3 separate regions of the Sus scrofa genome follow, and regions 1 and 3 are each linked to region 2. Evidence: chromatin contacts called from public HiChIP or PLAC-seq data. All regions are on one chromosome and are shown on one strand. The core of a region is the stretch at or near the end of the contact, and the rest is flanking DNA. Distances in the headings are between cores, read along the strand shown.

Region 1 (3,813 bases), core at 386-2,885, 250 kb before region 2:
ATCTGGCGTTGCCGTGAGCTGTGGTGTAGGCTGCAGACGCGGCTTGGATCCTGCGTTGCTGTGGCTCTGGCGTAGGCCGGTGGCTACAGCTTCGATTCAGCCCCTAGCCTGGGAACCTCCATATGCCAAGGGAGCGGCCCAAGAAATAGCAAAAAGACAAAATAAAATAAAATAAAATAAAATAAAATAAAATAAAACAAAACAAAACAAAACAAAACAAAACAAAACAAAACAAAACAAAACAAAACAAAACAAATAATAAAATTTTTGGAGTTCCTTGGTGGCACAGCAGGTTAAGGATCTGGCACTGTCACTGCCGTGGCATGGGCTCCATTCCTGTTCCCGGAATTTCCACATGCTGCAGCCTTGGGCAAAAAACAAACAAAATTTCTTGCAAACCTGGCTGTTTTCTTGTGATTTCCCTCCTTTGGGTACAGTCTTGTGAGTAAAAACAGCTCATCTTTATTGAGATGTCTCAGTGCATGTGCCAATGCTTCACTTGCATGACCTCATTCTATCCTGACAGCTATGGGGCTGTTCCTATTATTTCTCCCTCTCCCACAACTCACGTCCTGAATGGAACAGGCCGTGTTTTTCTGCAACCTGAATGCTGTGGGAACAGCTAGAACACCCGTCCTGCATCCTGTCTCACTCACCAATTCACCTCTTGGGAGACGTTGGCACTTCTGGCGCTGGTGCCATTGGGTCTGGAAAGAGAAAGCTCTACCTTCAGGGCGGGATAAATTATTTATTTTTAACCTGATTGTTTTCTGGGGGTGACATCCATTTGAAGGTCAATATCAGAGTCTGGCTGAAGCATAGACTTTCAATTTCCCACGGCAAATTGGGCCCCAAGGGCACCTCCAGGTAAGTACAAAAACAAAGGGAGGGCACCAAAGATTTTCATGGAACTCAACGTCTTCGTACGTCCGGCTCAGAAAATCAAGTAAAATGAGCTTTGAAGGAAACGGAGTTTGAATTTTAAAAACACCTGTATGACAATACAAATGTCTCACTGCCACTGAACTGCACACTTGAAAATGGTTAAAATGGTAAATTTGGTGGTTACCAAACAAACATCACATTTTGTTTGCTAAACAAAAAATAATAAAATAAAAGTGAAGGAAAAAGAAAAGGGTATCTTCCGCAGTACAACACCAAAGTTAAGACGGACAATGTTTACCAAAGTCTGTGCAGATTCTATCATAAACACTTCTCAACATCTTTCTCTGTTCTTTTAAAAGGTCCCCCGGACCCCCTCCTCTGGGGTTCTGGGAGTCAGGACTGGACTGGCCTGGAGCCCGTTGTCTGCTTCCTCGGCCCACCCTCCCTTTGTGTGTCTGTGGGTGGAGTAAGCCATTGCCAACTGCAGCCAAACGAAAACCCATTTGCCCTCCCTTGTTTTGAGAAGCTATTTATTGTTTTCAGAGGAACCAGCCATCAAAGAGATCTCCTGCGCTCCACCCACTCCTCTGAACTTAACATTTCTTGACTGAAAAATACTAACATCCCACCCGAGGCCCCAGAAACATCCTGAAAGACGATATCTGGACCTGATTTTCCAGGGAGCAGCCCAGGCTTCTTTATGAGCACAGCAGCCAGCTTGTTTTCACGGCTGTGACACTGCCAACTTGCTCGCTTCACTCTCCAGCATCTCCCTCTTCTTACCCGGCACTGATTTATATTTGAGCCACCATCCAGAACACTTATTCTAAGTTACTTCTTATCTTTTTCCTTGGCTCAATCTCGTGCCAAGAATTCCTCTGCTCTAATTTCTGGGAGTATGTTATGATGAGATTGAAGAAACAAAATGTTTCCAGAGAAGAGGAAAATGGATGGTGTTGATCACATGGTGCAAACTGGTGCAAAACATTCTCTCTCTCTCTTTTTTTTTTTTTTTTTTTTTTTGTCTTTTTTAGGGCCACATCTGAGACATATGGAAGTTCCCAGGCTAGAGGTCCAATTGCAGCTGCAGATGCCAGCCTATACCACAGCTACAGCAAGGTGGGATCCAAGCCGTGTCTGCAACTCACGGCAGCTTGGATCCTCTAACCCACTGAGTGAGGCCAGGAATTGAACACTAGTCCTAATGCATCCTAGTCAGGCTCGTTACTGCTGAGCCACAATGGGAACTTCCAGAACATTCTTACATTAATGTTTTTTATATTATCAACAAAATAAAAGCAAAAAATTTAAAAGATACACATTGCAAAGACATGTTAGGTCCAGGGAGAGGTCTGTGGACCCCTGTTTGTGGAAAGTGGGCATGGGGTGCATGGAGAGTGGGTCCACCTGAGACTTGGCAGTGATGCTGCCTTTTCCTAAAGGCAGTGAGGGGTTACAGCCCTCATGCTGTGTGTGTGGCCCTCTGTACTTTCTTAGTGTATCGCAACTGCCCTTGGATTTTTTACTCTGACTTCCTCAGTGTGGCTAACAGGCCCTCCCTCCCTGGTCTGACTGCCCCTCATCTTCCAGCAACCGCTCTCCTTGGTCACCTCCTGTCTCCTCCCCTGACTCAAGCCACCCCACCCCCTCCCACACACCCTCAGTGCTCCAGGGGTGACAGCCACTCCATCTCAGAGGAAGACCCCCATGCTGTTCCTTCCTTCTGGAATGTTCTTACACTCCTCTCCTCCCCACTTTGTTTCCTGGTTAACTCCCAGCTCTCATGTATTAGCTTGAGTTTTCTCCTTCCAGATCCTGTACTCCTTCTAGCAAGGCACTCACACAGCTATACGTTAAATTGGCTTAGCTAATAATCTGTCTTCCCACAAGACTAAAAGCTCTGTGGGAAGAGAGGTTGTGTCCATCTCGGTCACCATCGCATCTCCAGCATCACCCTAGGATGGGAACTTGACTATCATGGGTGAAAAAAATAACTGTTGGAAAAAAGGAATAGAATAATTAAGGGAGGGCAGAGGCGGGAGTATGTGGGCAGAGGAGCCGGGAAACAACGTTTAGTAAATTAACTATTGTCATATATATAGTGTCATATATATACATATCTATATAGATACATGTTTATATGCAGTTTCTGATGTTAAAAGAGAGTGGAGAGGAGTTCCCATTGTGGCACAGTGGAAACGAACCCAACCAGTAACCACAAGGTTGAGAGTTTGATCCCTGGCCTTGCTCAGTGGGTCGGCGATCCAGCATTGCTGTGATCTGTGGTGTAGGTCGCAGACACGGTTCGGATCCCATGTTGCTGTGGCTGTGGTGTAGGCTGGCATCTGCAGCTCCGATTGAACCCCTAGCCTGGGAACTTCCACATCCCTCAGGGGTAGCCAAAAAAGTGAAAAAAAAAAAGGGGGGGAGTTCCCGTCGTGGCGCAGTAGTTAACGAATCCGACTAGGAACCATGAGGTTGCGGGTTCGGTCCCTGCCCTTGCTCAGTGGGTGAACGATCCGGCGTTGCCGTGAGCTGTGGTGTAGGTTGCAGACGCGGCTCGGACCCTGCGTTGCTGTGGCTCTGGCGTAGGCCGGTGGCTACAGCTCCGATTCGACCCCTAGCCTGGGAACCTCCATATGCCGCGGGAGCGGCCCAAGAAATAGCAAAAAGACCAAAAAAAAAAAAAAAAAAAAAAAAAAAAAGGAGGTGGGGGAGAACTATGTGATTGGGATGGACTGAGGTGAGAATTAAAATCTGAATCAGTTTCAGCACCTGGAAATACAGAATCTTCAGCACATTCCTCCAACTCAGGACTCAGAGATATCAATGAATTTATCCTCCCTGTGGGATAAATTACAACTCCCCCCCCCCACCCTGCCCCATACATATTTGTTGGGAAATCGAATTCTTTTTTTTTTTTTTTTT
Region 2 (4,370 bases), core at 1,458-3,957:
GTGAGCTGTGGTGTAGGTTGCAGACGCAGCTGGGATCCCGCGTTGCTGTGGCTCTGGAGTAGGCCGGTGGCTATAGCTCCGATTAGACCCCTAGCCTGGGAACCTCCATATGCCGAGGGAGTGGCCCAAGAAATAGCAAAAAGACAAAAAATAAAAATAAATGGATGAATTGTTTGGCATGTGCATTTGGTGTCAATGAAGCTATTGGAAAAAAAAAAAAAAGAACATAAGGGCATAAGAAACATTAGAACAGAAAGGAGGAAATAGGATTAACGGCCCAAGTCACTTCAGAGTATGCACTGATGTTGGGGTAGGTAATTACGGATGTGGTAATAGTGCAGACCCGTGGCTGCTGTGAGCAATCATAGAAACTGGATGCTCTCCATGGTGTAGCTGTTCTGACCCTGGCAGTTTCCCTGCTCCTCTGAGTCCCAGTTCATCAAATATTGTGATTCATGGTCTCGATCACTGAGTTTGATGTCTTCCTGGTGTTAGATAAGCCCTTACAGCACTGACCAAAGAACAGTCTGAGCTGACAAGAGGGCAGCTACGGGGTGGCCGTGGGTGAGGCAGCGAAGATGGATCACTCCAGGATGCCAGGCAGCAGAGTAGGCGTGGAACCCAGGGACTGACATGTGACAGCTGGTTCCCATTCTCGTAGGTCATAGGGAAGAGACTCCCATCCTTTTAGATAAATTCTCAAAGTACAGCGACAGGTAAGGGCTTTGGAGTGGGAAAATCAGAGCTTCTCAGCTGGAAGACTTTCACTCGAAAGATGCCAGAAGATCCCTGACTTTTTACTGCTCTCTCTTGATGGGTGCTTTTCTCACCTTGACTGTTTCCCTCCTCTTCATCATACCTTTTGTGTCAGGACAGTGGATCTGCTCTGAATTTTCTAACAGTCAAAAAGGACTGAATGAGTGCCTGCATCTCAGACACATATGCAGAAGGCAAACTAGGAAAGGGAAGAAGAGACGGGGGCTTTAGTGAATTGGAATGCCCTTCTTTAATCCCATTTTACCAGATTTAAATAAAGGCGAACAGATTCGCCTGCTGATGTAAGAGCCAACAATCCAAGTGTGTAGTGCGTTCTGTAAAGCTTCTGGGCAGTGTGGCAGCTGTTGAGCCAGGCATAGTCCAGATTTAAAATAAATTAATCCAAAGGATTCGATTGGAAGGGTGTATTTAGCACTAAGTGTGTTTGCTCTCAGTGATAAGAAGTTTGATGCTGATCCATTAAAGAAAATTGGTGTCTCATATATGTTGCGTCCTCTTCCTGTTCACCCAGGTGCACACCTTCACAGGAACTTTAAACTGTTTGCTCAGAGCTTTCATTCTTTTAAAGATCACGTCTGTTGATTTTTGTTCCTCTGTAGCCAGGAGACCAGGTGGGTCTGTGTTTGCTGTGGGCAGTGGGCAGCAAACGGGGCCCTGGCCAGGTTTGCCCACAGGTTTAATGCAAAGAGAAAGGTTAGAAATCATTCTTGTCCTTGGAGCGAGGCTCATCCTGTCCAGGTGAAAGATTCTGAATTGCTTGTTGACATTAAAATTTCAGGAGGCAGTGAGGTCCTCAGCTTGAACTGGGTATCCATTTAAAAAAAAAAATGCCACACCCCTGAGGTCAAATGCTCCCACTAGGATTTGGTACATTAAGAAGCTATGAGATGCTGTGGTGTGGACACCATCTTTGCGGAATTGTTAAAATGAGATCCCGGTCTTTTTATCTCAGCTTCATTCAGGACTTTATCATTACTTCGTTCTAGGAGTTTACTGAGCTTCTTCCTTCAATTCTTCTACCACTCCTGCAAATTAGGAGCTGTTCTTTCCTTTGTATGGATGAAATCTGAGGTTTAGAGAGGTTAAATCATTCGCCCAAGGTCACACAGTTGAGGTCAGAGCGCAGATTCAGATCTAGGCTTATCCAAGCTGAGCCCACACTTCTGTTAGATTGTGGTGCTGTCCATTGACCACGGTCTCCAGGGGAGCCTCCTGTCCACTCTCGGGCTCAGGGAGGTTGCCCCTCTGTGCACATTCCCAGGGAGGCTGGAAAGTCAGAGTGGAAGGACAAACTGCAGACTTATAGAAGATCAGACACTCAGCCTTCTGTGCTGGCTCCTCCTCCAGAGATAACTTTATTTTGATGGCCTCTGATTTCACCTCAGAAGTGCTCCTTTTGCTGTGCAACAGTATGTCTCATTGAAAGTTTTTCTGCTTCTCTGGAATCCATAGCCAGGTGGTTTCCACTCACCGAATCCTCTGAGGGGATGTTTAGGAGAATCAGCTATAAAGATTGGAGTGCAAGACACAAGAGAAGCGAGGATGTGACTTGCTCGTGTGTGTCACAGACTTGCTGGTGGCCGCCACGGCATTGAGCTGGGGAAATGAAGAGGCAGCGGGGTTTAGTGCAGTGGGCCCTCTGCTTTACCTCTCTAGCAGGACAAGGATGGGATGACCTGTAGGTCAGGAGGACACTGAGAAAGGAAGTTACACGTGAGCCGTCTAGCTGGTGTCCTCTTCCCCCTGGAGGTCCCAGCTGCTTGTGACTGTGGGTTACCCGCTGGGGAGGGAAGCCGAGGCCTTGGGACAGGCCCACGCCAAGGTAGGTCTCCCATGTGTGCCTCGTGAACTGTGTACCTCCTCCCCAACCCACCCAAGGATTGGACACACCCTAGCTGCTGTGCGCACCCTCGGATTTGGACACTTAGGCTAGAGAGGCAGTGATGCTTTGTGTTAACCAAAAGGCGGTGATGGCTGATGGAGAGAATGACAGTCTTGTCCAGCTTCACAAAGAGATGTTTCTGTCCTCCCCCCTCCCCAATATCCAGATAGAACCTAGAGAAAAAGGAAAAAGAGAAAGTACCAGAGCAGACCCTTCACCAGTCCAAACAGCCTATAATGATGCAAAGAGATACTTCTGCATCATACATGAGGCTGGGATTTTAACTGGAGTTAACGGTGACTTCCTGACTGTGATCAGAAAGCTATTCGTTCTTCCTTCGGGGAGGAAAGGAGGATTTTGATTAGCACAGTTGTAGACAGCAGTCGCAAGAAATAAAATCACCTCTTCTTTTCACGTTTATGTCACAAGTTAAATTCTTCCTTTCATCAGATGCAGATGGAGAGAAGAGGACTGTTAAGTGACACCCTAGGCGAGGGTGTGGCCTGGTCCTCCTGCCAAGATCAACTGCAGTTCCCACTTTCCAGCCACGTCAGATCAGTTCTGTCATTGAGGGACAGGATGTACTCTGCTGAAAGTGGAGACTCCGAGACTAGGAGAGGCACTGGACTGACCTTTAACTTGATATGAAGTTCATCGTTGACTGAGTTTCCGTGGTTTTAATATATTTGATTGATGATTTAAAATTGGAAGGGGAAAAAATTATAAAAAAAAGAAAAAAATATTATTAACAATTACATTTTCTCAAAATAAAATAAAATAAAATTGGAAGGGGAAAAATTTTCTTTCTGTTTTTTAACATTCTTGGCCTGTTCACCTCTTGATTTCACTCTGTTCCTCAGGCGTTTATTTGGTGGGTCAGCCTTTCGGTAAATCTTCCTTGGGGGCCAGTTCTGTGGCAGCTGGAGGCCTAGGCTTGTGGTCATCAGTGGTCTCCACAGGCTTGCTGTGGCGACCAGGTGCTCTGCTCCGTTCCGGTGGATCTTCTCTGTCATGGATACAAAAGTCTCAAGTGTTTCAATTGAGTCTGCTCGGCAGCCTTCAGTGGCTCTTAACTGTCACAGATGAAGGCAGCACTTCTTGACTCTGGCTTGTTCACAGAGGAGCCTGATCATTTCCAGCCTCCCCTCTTGCTGCTGCCGCCACACTTGAACCTTCCTCGGTGTCAGCCCTGGTCGGCTTGCCGATTCCCACCTGCTCCTTGATTTGGTCCCCACCTGTTTCCTCCTCATCACTTCATCTGGGATGCCCTCCGCCTTTCTCCCCATCCTTCCTTCCTTCTCAAGTCTCCCTTCTATCATGAAATGATACCCCTGATGCCCCCACGGGGCTGCTCCAGGTTCTAACTCCTGCCTCTGCCTCCAGCAGACACTTGGCTCCTCCCAGTCCTGGCGGCTCTTGTCTCTGCTGTTACTTGGTGTCATGTGCTTGTGTTTCTATACTTGATGATCAGCTTGTGGCTTCAGAGAAGCTTCTTTTTCCCACATTTTTATTCTGTGCAGTGCCTGGCATGCAGTAGGTATTGGTTAAGTGTTTGTTGAGAAACAAGAGAGTTTTTCTGTTTGATGTATGAGCTTTTCTTTGCACCCAGAGATGTAGAGAGGATCACGCAATAGCCTTGGGTTAGAAAACAGGGCATGTTTTCCATTTCCACTTTTCAGTCGTCTGTTGTGTTCCTTAAGCATAGATTGAA
Region 3 (3,824 bases), core at 456-2,955, 230 kb before region 2:
TGATCCAGGCAGATGTTTGTGATCTGGGCGTGAGGTGGCCGGGAGAATCAGGAGGCTGAGGCTGCTCCCTGAGCCTCTGCGGCAGGCAGGTGTCTTGAGTGAATTGTGTAATCAAGTGGATGGGCCATTTGAAATTATTTTGTCTGACCATCTCTGGCCCTATGCAAAAAAATGATACCAAATACTGCATTTCTGTCACTTCAGCCATCACATATGAGGACCTGCCAGGAGCAATTTAATACTGCATTTGACCACACGAAAGCAAGCCAACTGCTGTCTAGGCAGAGGACCCATTCTTCCCCAGCAGACCGGCTGCTACACTTTACTCAGCAAGGCTCTAGGCTTAAGGAACTTCACATTCAACTTCAAGCCCAACAACTATTATAGACTTTGCAAACCAGAATGTGGTGTTTTTCTGGCAAACGCTTCTAGTTTCACGGGAAAGGAGGGAACTGGTCAGGACTGAGTAGTGGATAAAATGTGAGCCAGGTTGAACTGGATCCAGCATGAGGTTGCATAACAGTAAAAGCTGCTTTTCAACCAAAACTAAACAAAAATAGTGACTATAGAGTAGACTTCCAAGAGAGATTTCAGGATATACCAGATGCAAATATACTGTACAATTAACACCAATCGAAAAATAATAGAGCCAACCAAACAATCACCAACACACAGAAATAATAGACAGAAATATAACAACAGACACCCCCCCACACACACACACACACAAACAAATCCTGACCCTATGGCTTTGAATCTACACAACAGGGTGGGTCCAGGACAGGCACACATTCAAAAAGTGCAGTGGCACAAGGGCCCCCATATGCTGTACAAAAATCGATTTTCTTCCTCTTTTCCTTCCAATCAGATAAGAAGAGTAAGAGCTGTGGGGTTTTGAGTTGTTTTGAAAAGGCTTAATATCCAGAAATATCTGCCTAAGATTCAGGCACATCTTTCAGGATTCAAGCCCAAGTTGGTATAGGGAACAAATATAGGACTCAGATGGGGAAGGAAGACAAGTGGGGGAGGAATTTTGTAAAAGAATCAGCTTAGGGGGCACCCGCCCTCAGAAGCTGGGATCCCTAGCGAACCGAGGAGGTGAGCGGATCCGCTGCACCGCGCCTCCTCCCAGACCGACACGTTGACACTAGGGGCTGGACCAGGCGCTGCCTGGGTATGTTTGGTTTGCTGGCTGCCTAGGGCTTTCCAGCGGCGCAGGAGCGGTTCTGGTGGGAATCCTAGGGGTCGGGACAGCTGTCACCGTTTCTGGAGCTCCAAGTGAGTGGGGTGGAGGGAGTAAGGAGACCCTACTAGGAGCGGGCAAGTGCACGGGACAGGAGTGGCTCCAGGGCCGGCCGGAAAGGTCTAAAGTTAGAGAAGAGATGGAGGATCACGAGGGATCGGGGATAAGGTCCGGGCACAAGCCGGCTAGCCGCCTACCTAGAGTCACTCACCATCCTCCAGCGCTTCGTGCACAAGCAGGAGACCCAGCAGCAGCCAAACCTTCATTTTCAGGGCAAGCGGTGGGGGTCGAGGTTCTGCGGAAAGCTGGTCCGAGGCGCTCGGACAGCGCAGGGCGAGGGCAGGGGCGCCGGGGGAGGCAGCGGGAGAGGGGCGGGCGCCTGGGACGCCACAGCCGGAGGATTCGGTTTCATGAGGAAGAGAACACAGATTTGGGGGGAAAGTTTGGGGATTTTTTTTTTTTTTTTTTTTTTTTTTTTTTTTTTTAATTCTGTGTAATGTAACCTCTCCTGCCCCCTGGCGGAACCGTGAAGCGCGGCGCTTTTTCCTGGCGCCGAGAGCGAGCGAGGGACGAGGGTGAAATGTTAATTACAAAAGTCAATGAGTTTCCCCAACGCTCGGCATTTTATCAAGTTTACCAACTGCACGAAGGCCCATCGAAATCCTGCTGGTACTGACGGGGTCGCACTTAACCAGAATTGTCCAAATGTCACCAGTGCTCCTCACCAGCCTTAATGCTCTGTAAAAAGTGCCCCTTTTTCTTCCTTCTCAGCAGGTCTTTTCCTAACAAGACCATTGCCTCGGTTGTCCTGGCTCTGCCGGACACGGGCATATCCCTTGCAGCTGAGACCTTAGAGTCCTGGGGTTCTCCAGTGGCAAAGGTACTCTGCCTTGGGGGGACCCATCACAGTCTGGCTCCCTCCCCAGGGTCTGGTGGAGGTTTTAGAGAAACTTCTTTTATTCAGCAATCCCAGTGCCTACACAAGACTCAAGAGTCCAGGAGGGACTGTGCCAGAAAAGAGTCAAGTGACAGCATCATGGCCTCCTTCCTGACTCCTTGAAGTCCACTCCTTGGCTCTTACTCTGTCTACACCATCTTCCCCTCAACCCTGCACAGCCCCAGGTGCTGCCGGGTCTTGGTGCTGACTGTGCTTCACGTCCAGCCCTCTTTGCCACCATGGTCGCTCCACTCAGGCTCCTATCTTCTGTCACCAGGAAGTGGCCACCGCCTCTTAGTTGGTCTCCCTGCCCTCTCTTTCTCACTCCTCAATCCACACTTTCCCCAACAGTTGGAGCTATCCTCAAATACAACTCTAAAAATATATCTATCCCAACTAAAACCCTTCAGAAATTCTCCAGAGTTCTCAGGATGCAGGTCCTCTGCAGCTGCTCCCCATCCTGTCCTGCCCTCCACACAAACATTACCCTCCATCACCCCCAACCCCCCACCGCCCCCAGGGGGTTCACCACTCCTGCTGCCCGCCCCCCAAGTCCCCTTCCTCCTTTTACCAGTGGCCTGTCCTCTCCCCATCCCCCAGTCCCTGGCCTAAACCTAACTCCTCCTTCGAGGCTTAGCTCAAGCCTCACCTCCTCCTCGCTCAGCCTAAGCGCTTCTCTAGAATAAACACCTCATGGTAGCAGCTACAACAAAAATAGTTTGTTGTGCTTCTTTCTCCTGCACCATCCCAAGTTCAAGGGCAGGAAATATGTCCTATTAAGTTTTGTATTCCACAAGTTTCTAAAAAGTAATAATTATTTTATGTTCCAAGCAGAGCATAGAACCCTTCCCATGCATTTCTTGGTCTCCTATTAACAACAAGCCTATGAGGGAAGCTGTGTGGTTGGTAGCATCCCCATTTGACGGGTGAGGACACCCAAAGTCAAACTGGTAGGAAGTCATAATCCAGATTCTGTGTGACCTCCCACTTCTCTGGGTGGAACCCTCACTCTAAGGTTAAAACAAGCTGTTGAAATTACAGCACATGAAAGCTTTTAAACAGGGCCCGCCTGGCATCCCGTCATGGCTCAGGGTTAACGAACACAACTAGCATTCATGAGGACTCGGGTTCCAACCCTGGCCTGGCTCAGTGGGTTAAAGATCCAGCGTTGCCTGAGCTGTGGTGTAGGTCTTGGATCCCCTGCACCTGTGGCTGTGGTGTAGGCTGGCAGCTGTAGCTCCATTGAATCCCTAGCCTGGGAACTTTCGTATGTCGTGAGTGCCCCCTAAAAAGACAAAAAAAAAAAGTGGGTTCCGACTGAGCTGACCACCACGTTGCCCTTCTTAAGCCCCCAGATTGGAGATGGTAACCTGATGACAGGACCCCCCCCCCCCATATGAATGGAACCGCCAATCACTCTGTGGAGAAAGGGAACAGGGCCGTCTGTTCCCTCTTTTGCAGGAGCCAGGAGGAGGAATGGCAGCCATTGAAGTAGCCATTAAAAAAAAAAAAAAAAAAAACCCAGCAAAAAAGCAGCTAACATTGTAATGAATTTTTAAAAGCTGTGTGCAGATGGGCATGAAAGTTTAGACTCCTTGGAGCCTCGGACCCAAGGACAGAGCAGAATGACTCAACAGCTCTCTG

What was found. HiChIP or PLAC-seq counts read pairs in DNA pulled down with a chosen protein or histone mark.
Region 1: an H3K27ac HiChIP or PLAC-seq map of skeletal muscle shows a contact between it and region 2. The contact joins two enhancer-like sites. A contact is called at or near these places in 8 of 47 Hi-C or Micro-C datasets (embryonic fibroblasts, psoas muscle, retroperitoneal adipose tissue and 2 more) and 1 of 2 datasets of contacts at active chromatin or transcription factors (skeletal muscle).
Region 3: an H3K27ac HiChIP or PLAC-seq map of skeletal muscle shows a contact between it and region 2. The contact joins the promoter of PDGFRL here to the enhancer-like site in region 2. A contact is called at or near these places in 2 of 5 promoter capture datasets (fetal liver and liver), 13 of 47 Hi-C or Micro-C datasets (alveolar macrophages, embryonic fibroblasts, fetal heart ventricle and 6 more) and 1 of 2 datasets of contacts at active chromatin or transcription factors (skeletal muscle).

What each region holds. Positions count from the first base shown.
Region 1 is chr17:5,296,848-5,300,660 of Sscrofa11.1, reverse strand. The region is part of intron 2 of PDGFRL (platelet-derived growth factor receptor-like protein); the gene reads right to left. Among named protein-coding and RNA genes, the nearest start is that of PDGFRL, 20 kb to the right of the region's middle. Within about 2 kb of position 1,635, at least 30 of the 83 cell types and tissues checked have an H3K27ac peak or open chromatin away from gene starts, as enhancers often do. A contact at or near this core is called in retroperitoneal adipose tissue and skeletal muscle, where this site is marked.
Region 2 is chr17:5,046,133-5,050,502 of Sscrofa11.1, reverse strand. The region is part of intron 7 of MTMR7 (myotubularin-related protein 7); the gene reads left to right. Among named protein-coding and RNA genes, the nearest start is that of MTMR7, 74 kb to the left of the region's middle. Within about 2 kb of position 2,707, at least 11 of the 83 cell types and tissues checked have an H3K27ac peak or open chromatin away from gene starts, as enhancers often do. A contact at or near this core is called in retroperitoneal adipose tissue and skeletal muscle, where this site is marked.
Region 3 is chr17:5,276,753-5,280,576 of Sscrofa11.1, reverse strand. PDGFRL (platelet-derived growth factor receptor-like protein) reads right to left here and starts at 1,705. Exons shown (of 6, transcript XM_021077996.1): 1 at 1,455-1,705. The coding sequence starts at 1,509.